Linked DNA regions of Gossypium hirsutum: region 1 is linked to region 2. The links are chromatin contacts, called in public Hi-C maps. All regions are on one chromosome and are shown on one strand. Each heading gives the region's core, a stretch centred on a gene start, on an enhancer-like site or on the middle of the called end of the contact. The rest is flanking DNA. Distances are from core to core; before and after follow the strand shown. Region 1 holds the start of LOC121204873 (RNA-binding KH domain-containing protein PEPPER). Region 2 overlaps LOC107926244 (calcium-transporting ATPase 10, plasma membrane-type).

The links. Hi-C and Micro-C count contacts between places; a contact is called where the count stands out from the background.
Region 1: a contact with region 2 is called in a Hi-C map of anther, with 1.9 times the contacts expected there. The contact joins the promoter of LOC121204873 here to the enhancer-like site in region 2. A contact is called at or near these places in 2 of 34 Hi-C or Micro-C datasets (anther and leaf).

Annotation. Positions count from the first base shown.
Region 1 is chrA08:2,175,989-2,179,161 of Gossypium_hirsutum_v2.1, forward strand. LOC121204873 (RNA-binding KH domain-containing protein PEPPER) reads left to right here and starts at 1,880. Exons shown (of 6, transcript XM_041075592.1): 1 at 1,880-2,335; 2 at 2,809-3,058. The coding sequence starts at 2,045.
Region 2 is chrA08:2,132,232-2,135,277 of Gossypium_hirsutum_v2.1, forward strand. LOC107926244 (calcium-transporting ATPase 10, plasma membrane-type) reads right to left here. Exons shown (of 36, transcript XM_041075588.1): 34 at 3,020-3,046; 35 at 2,823-2,917; 36 at 2,033-2,335. The coding sequence ends at 2,289. Among protein-coding and RNA genes, the nearest start is that of LOC107926244, 15 kb to the right of the region's middle. Within about 2 kb of position 1,795, at least 4 of the 9 cell types and tissues checked have an H3K27ac peak or open chromatin away from gene starts, as enhancers often do.

The sequences.
Region 1 (3,173 bases), core at 630-3,129, 44 kb after region 2:
TAAGTATTATGTAAAAAATAACTGATATAATCAAAACTTATAAATGAATTACAAAAGAAAATGCTTAATGCATAATTTGGTACTTGTGTTTTTTTAGGTTTGATATGGTATCTGAATTTGACAAAAATTATAGTGTTTAATTCGGGGTTTAGAATTTATTTAATGAAAAAAATCATAATTAGCTAACAATATTAGCAATGAATTTTCATCGAATCAATCATAAAGAATTAAATTACACCCATAGGATTGTATTTGAAAAACTAAAAGCAAAATTAAACAAATTCACAATTAACACTAAATAACTTCCTTCAAATCGACCATAAAACTCGAATTAGGCACTAAAAAGATAAAATTGTTACTTCAAGTATCAAAATATATAGTCTTTGTCAAATAAAGGTACCTTATTGGACCAAAATATAAAACAAGTATCGCAATAGAAACAAGTGTAAAACCCATGTACCAAATAATATATTAAGCCTAAAAAAATACATAATCTTAACACCGTATTTATAAATATTAAAATACCTTATTTTAATGAGTAAACTACACCCAATGCCACTAAACTATTAGTAACTTTACGTTTTAGTTATTAAAATTTAAAAAAGTTACAAAATGATCACCAAACCATTAGAAAGATTTCATTTAAGTTATTGTGTTGTTAAAGTCGCTATTGTATGACCTTTTCTATTCACTCCGCTTGCACCAATCGAAAGATTTCATTATTATTCTCTTCTATGGCTCATTTTTTCATGAAACAACATTAAACGTTACGAATCTACGAATTAAAGCCCAAATAATTTATTTTTTGATCTTCGACACTGACTATCAAATCGATTTGGATTTAATGCATGTTCTACTACTCATTGATGAGTATCGATCAACCTCATTGATCGTCAACTCATCACTTGGAACTAGCCAGCCGAGCTAAAAAACAATTAACATTACTGTAACTTAACTAAAAAAGTTCAAATAGTTCAATGACTTAAATGAAAACTTTCATATAGTTCAATTATTATTTTGCAACATCTTGAAGTTAAATGTCATCAACATACACTTGTGAATAGTTTAGTGATCTTGAGTGAAAATGGTTGTGCAATATATTTACTAAAAATTGACATAAAAATTAAATATTGTATTAGCAGGAACGATAAAGTAAGAAGAGTGTATATGATGGTGTATTGGGTTCAAATTAGACATGATCATGGGCTAGTTTGGACAGGGTTGAAGTAGAATTTTAGGCCCATTTTCGGGCTGGGTCGACCTAAATTAAAAATGTTAAACCTGAGTTCGACCTGACCCGCCAGTATTAATTATTTTTGATTTTTTTATATAAAAACAAATTTTAAAAATATAATATACCAAATACACTAAAAACATTAAAATAAATAAATTTCAACAAATTAAAAATAAATTAAAAAAAATCCTCATATTTAAGTAACACTAAGATAGGTAGCTACTTAACAAGTAAATGTCTCAAAAATAGTAACAAAATTATCAATAAAACAAGAGTTATACAATATTCAAACATTAACAACAAAATAGTGGTAATATAATAGCGAAACAGTAGTAAAATAATAACATAACAACAAAAAGTGAAAAAAAGTTCACGGGTCAAAAATATCATACTCGAGGTTCAACCCTTTAGAAAATGGCCTTAAATTTTTTTATCTAAATTTATTTTTGGGCTTATATTTTTTCTCAAATATTTTAACTTTTCAGATAGACCTTCGGATCTAAACGAGTAGCCAAATCATAGTCAAGCATAGTTTAGATTTTATTATAAGCTTACATTTTTTTCGATTTTATATAAGAAGATAAAAATACCCTTAAATTAATATTTATTATTTTTATTAAATAAAATTATTTTAGATATAGATTTATGAATGTTAGCTTATTTTAAATCAACACAAACCTGACCCGACTTTATCTATTATAAACACCTCCGTCGTAATTGACGAACACCGTTTTATTTTCTCAAGCAAGTCGAAGTAGAAACCTCTTTTTCGAAGCCCCGACCAGCTCTTGCAAGTAAAAAATTCCCGCCATGGAAATCGCCGACGCCTCGGAGAACGGTTCGGCAAAGACCCAAGCACCGAACAACACGGCTATAGTAGCCGACCCATCAGCCGTAAACCCTTCAGAAACGACCGCTAATAACCCAGCAGTAGAGAAGTGGCCTGGCTGGCCGGGTCACTGCGTTTTTCGGCTCATCGTGCCGGTTTCTAAAGTGGGCAGCATAATTGGCCGTAAAGGCGAGCTTATCAAGAAGATGTGCGAGGAAACCCGGGCCCGTATCCGCGTACTTGATGGTGCTGTTGGAACTCCCGATCGAATTGTAAACGCCCTTTCTTTTTTTTCTTTTTTAATTTTTACCTTAAAATATTTTCCTCATTTTCTCTTTCACAGTAGTCGATTCATTGGGCTCTCTTTAGTTTATAATATGTTTGATAATGAAAAAACGAGCTAAGGGTAAAAGAAGAGAAACTTTAGGCCTAATTAATCTATATTGATGCAAATCTTGTATCTCTTGATTCGAAAAAGTTAAAAAATTTCGTTTTTTTTTTCTTTTTGGTAGCGAAAAATTGCAGTAAAGTAACAACTGAGCTTAATAGGATGGTTTCCCATTGTGAGATTTATGTAAATCTAGGTACCCTTTTGTAACTATTACTGTATAGAGAAGTAGAACTATTGTTTGTAGGCAAAGATTTGTTTTTGGAGCAAATAGTAAGTACTCTGTCCATTGTGAGATTTATGTAAATCTAGCTACCCTTGTTCTGGTTCCTTGAATTTATTGGCTTTTTCTTGTAGGTGCTAGTATCTGGAAAGGAAGCACCAGAGGCGCCTCTTTCGCCTGCAATGGATGCTGCTATAAGAGTTTTTAAACGTGTTGCTGGATTGCCGGACAATGATGGGGATGCTAAAGCAGCCGGAGCTGCATTTTGTTCGATCCGGTTGTTGGTAGCTTCTACGCAAGCAATCAGTTTAATCGGAAAGCAAGGCTCCTTAATTAAGTCATTACAAGAGAGCACTGGTGCATCTGTGAAGGTGTTGTCAACAGGTATGTTTTGTACATCTTAAAATATGGGTTCAATTTGTAAGAGTTCTTTGCATTTAGGTTTCAGTTGGTGCATATGGATTGGTTAATGAAATATCTTTATCTTGTAATTTTAATG
Region 2 (3,046 bases), core at 545-3,044:
ATCTTAATAGAACTTAAATTTAAAAACTAAATTGAAAAATCAAGTTCTAAATTAAAAAAAAATTATCAAAATCAGAAAATCATAAATTTAATCGATATTCTCCAATTAATTCATATAAGAAAAAGTTATTGTCTAAGTTACACAACAATTGAACGGTCAGCTAGAGAAGTTCAAAATTTTGGAAAATTTTCATGACTATTAAAAGGTTTTTCGAGATGTCTAATGTAAGGGTGAGCGTTCGATCGAATCGAATTGAATCGAATGAAAATATTTCGAGTTAATCGAGTTGACGAATCATATTTTATCATCCTAATTTGATTTGAAATTTTCTCGAATCGAGTCGAGTGAGATGAAATTCGAATCTAATTTATTTGTTCGAGTTAAATTTTAAAAAATAATTTTGGGTCCTTGTAATCACTGTCACCCATCATAATAAAATTTATCTACCTTAATCAAAATTTTTATTAACTTTCATCACCTCACAATTTATTTATTAATCTTTTATATACGGGTTAGCTTATTTGCTTGCTTAGTTTTTTCAATTATCTCTAGATTATTGTCACTATGTATTTTGGAATTAAAAAATATATTAAATGTAAAAATATGATTTTTTAATAAAAGTTATTTTAAAGATAAAATGTGAATATCAATATAAAATTTTAACATGAATATTTAATGTCATAATTAATAATTTAATTTTAATATAAATGTTCAATATGACTAAACAATTTAATAATATAAATAATACAAAATGTGAAATTTAATTTAATAATATAAATAGTAGATATAAATAAAATTATTACTATTTATGTTTAGTGGTTTTTTTTGGATAATTTTGATTTTTTATTTGAGAGTAAAAGGTGAGAAGTAAAAATTTAAGGGGAAAATAAAAAGTTTTGGGAGATAAAATTTTGAGGGAAAGTAAATAGAGGGAGTAAAATTTTAGAGGGAAAATATTAAAAAAAAAATTGGGGGGGATGGATTTGGGGAAGATGGGAGGTGGGATTGGAAGGAAGTAAAAGTTTTAGGGGGAAAGTGGGAGGGAGTAAAAATTATGGGGGAAAATAAAAAATTTTGAGAAAAAGTAAATGGGAGCGTAAAATTTTGGTGGGAAATAGATTTTGGGTAGATTGGGGGTTTGGGATAGAAGGGGAGTAAAAGTTTTGGGGGAAAGTAGGAAGGAGTAAAAATTTCGAGGGAAAAGTAAAAAGATTTAAGAGTTTGGGGTAAAAATGTAAAATACTATAGTTTAATATTCGAATTATTCGAATTATTCGAGTTATTCGAATTCGAAAACTCAACTCGATTCGAACTTGAAATTCAAAAAAAAAATTCAAGTTGACTCGAATAACTCGATTCGTTTAACTCGAAATTCGAATTTTTTTAAATTTTTTCGAGTCGAATCGAGTTTTGCTCACCCTTAGTCTAATGTTGAGCTATTGAAAGTGTGACGTAGAGCTACACTCCGGTGCCACTTTTCACAAGAAAAGAGAACAACCGCCGGCAGCAACTTGGGCTGAGGAAGAAGACATGAAAAACATACCAGAGGGAAAAAAGTATAAAAATAAAACCTGGTATAATTATTTTAAAGTCCTTGGACTTTGACTGTTTAATTTTTCCCCTCCAAGTGCCAACCAATAATTGGACCAATTAACGCCGTTAAGGTAGCAGAGACACGAACAATTTTGAAAATATTGAAAATACCAGTACCACATTGAAAGATTTGGTACAGTATAGGGGTAAAAGCTGCCGTTATCCCTAAATATATGCGCGATAACTTGTGTGCACTGGCAAATTATTTTTTCAAATTAAATGGAAGTAGTTCTAAAATTTTAAAAAGTGCGCAAATCCCGAACAACATATCGAAGAGACAAAAGACAGATCAAAAAAAACGAAACTGGGAACATTTTTAATTAATGAAATCAAGAAGACATCTGCAGTTCTTTATTTTTATCTATAAATAGCACCCTTTTTTTAAAAATAAAAAAACAAACGAATAAATCAAATATAGGGAAAACGCAATAGGAAAGGATTTAGAAACAGGGGTATGATGCTTTGGTATTTACCAGCTCTAACTAAAATATCATCATGTAATAGAAAAACAACTCCAATTCAAGACTTCTGTTAAAAGGAAAAAAAGAATCCGAAACATGTGAAGCCGGCAGTCTTGAAATTCTCCGTATGTATGTTCAGTTTTTTTGTGTTAACATTTGTTGTCATCCGAAAAGGAGGGGGAAAATGGCAAAATACATCAGTATCACACACACCTATAGACAAACATTCCCTTTTCAATTTCTTATAGATGTAGCATTTGAGTCCTCATGCTTTTGACTACCTGAAACATCTCAGTTCAAATCAATAAATTAAGGCATAATGATCTTAAATAAGAATAAACTACGTCAACTTGCTTTTAAATCCATCCAATCTTCATTGGATCATTTTAGGTTTGTGTAACTTCGGGATTTCGGACTCGGATCAGTTCTGGTGGGGTCATTTTAAGTTACTTGCACACGTGCACAATAGGTTGTGCGACTCGGGTTGAAGTTGGGTAAAATTTTCAAAATAACCCAGGATTCAGATCATTTTAGATTTTTATTATTTTTTGATCAGTTTTGATTGTTTTCTAGTTGATTTTTCTCAAGTTACTTGTTCAGGTCATAATGGGTCAAGTTTGGGAAATTTTGGGTGGGCTCAGGCATTTTTTTATATGGATTGTTGGCGCCCTGTGGTGAAATCGGGTTTGGATCGGGTTAATCAGGTCTACTTTTGGGTTCCAGGCCAAAATTCACATGTCTAATATATACAGAAATGGAGATCCTTACTTTGATTTCTTCGACGGTAGAACATCCTAGAAAAGACCCGACTGACTGGAGTTTCTGGAACCGGTATGAACTTCCCAAGGATAGCAAGGGGCCAACTGATTTAAAAATGAAATCAATAGTAAGATGATGAACTTTGAAGAACATGATTTTCAAAAAATAATTTTAACTTTGAATCTGCCATTGGAAAAGCCACCAACCTGATAAAACCGATACCAATCGATACC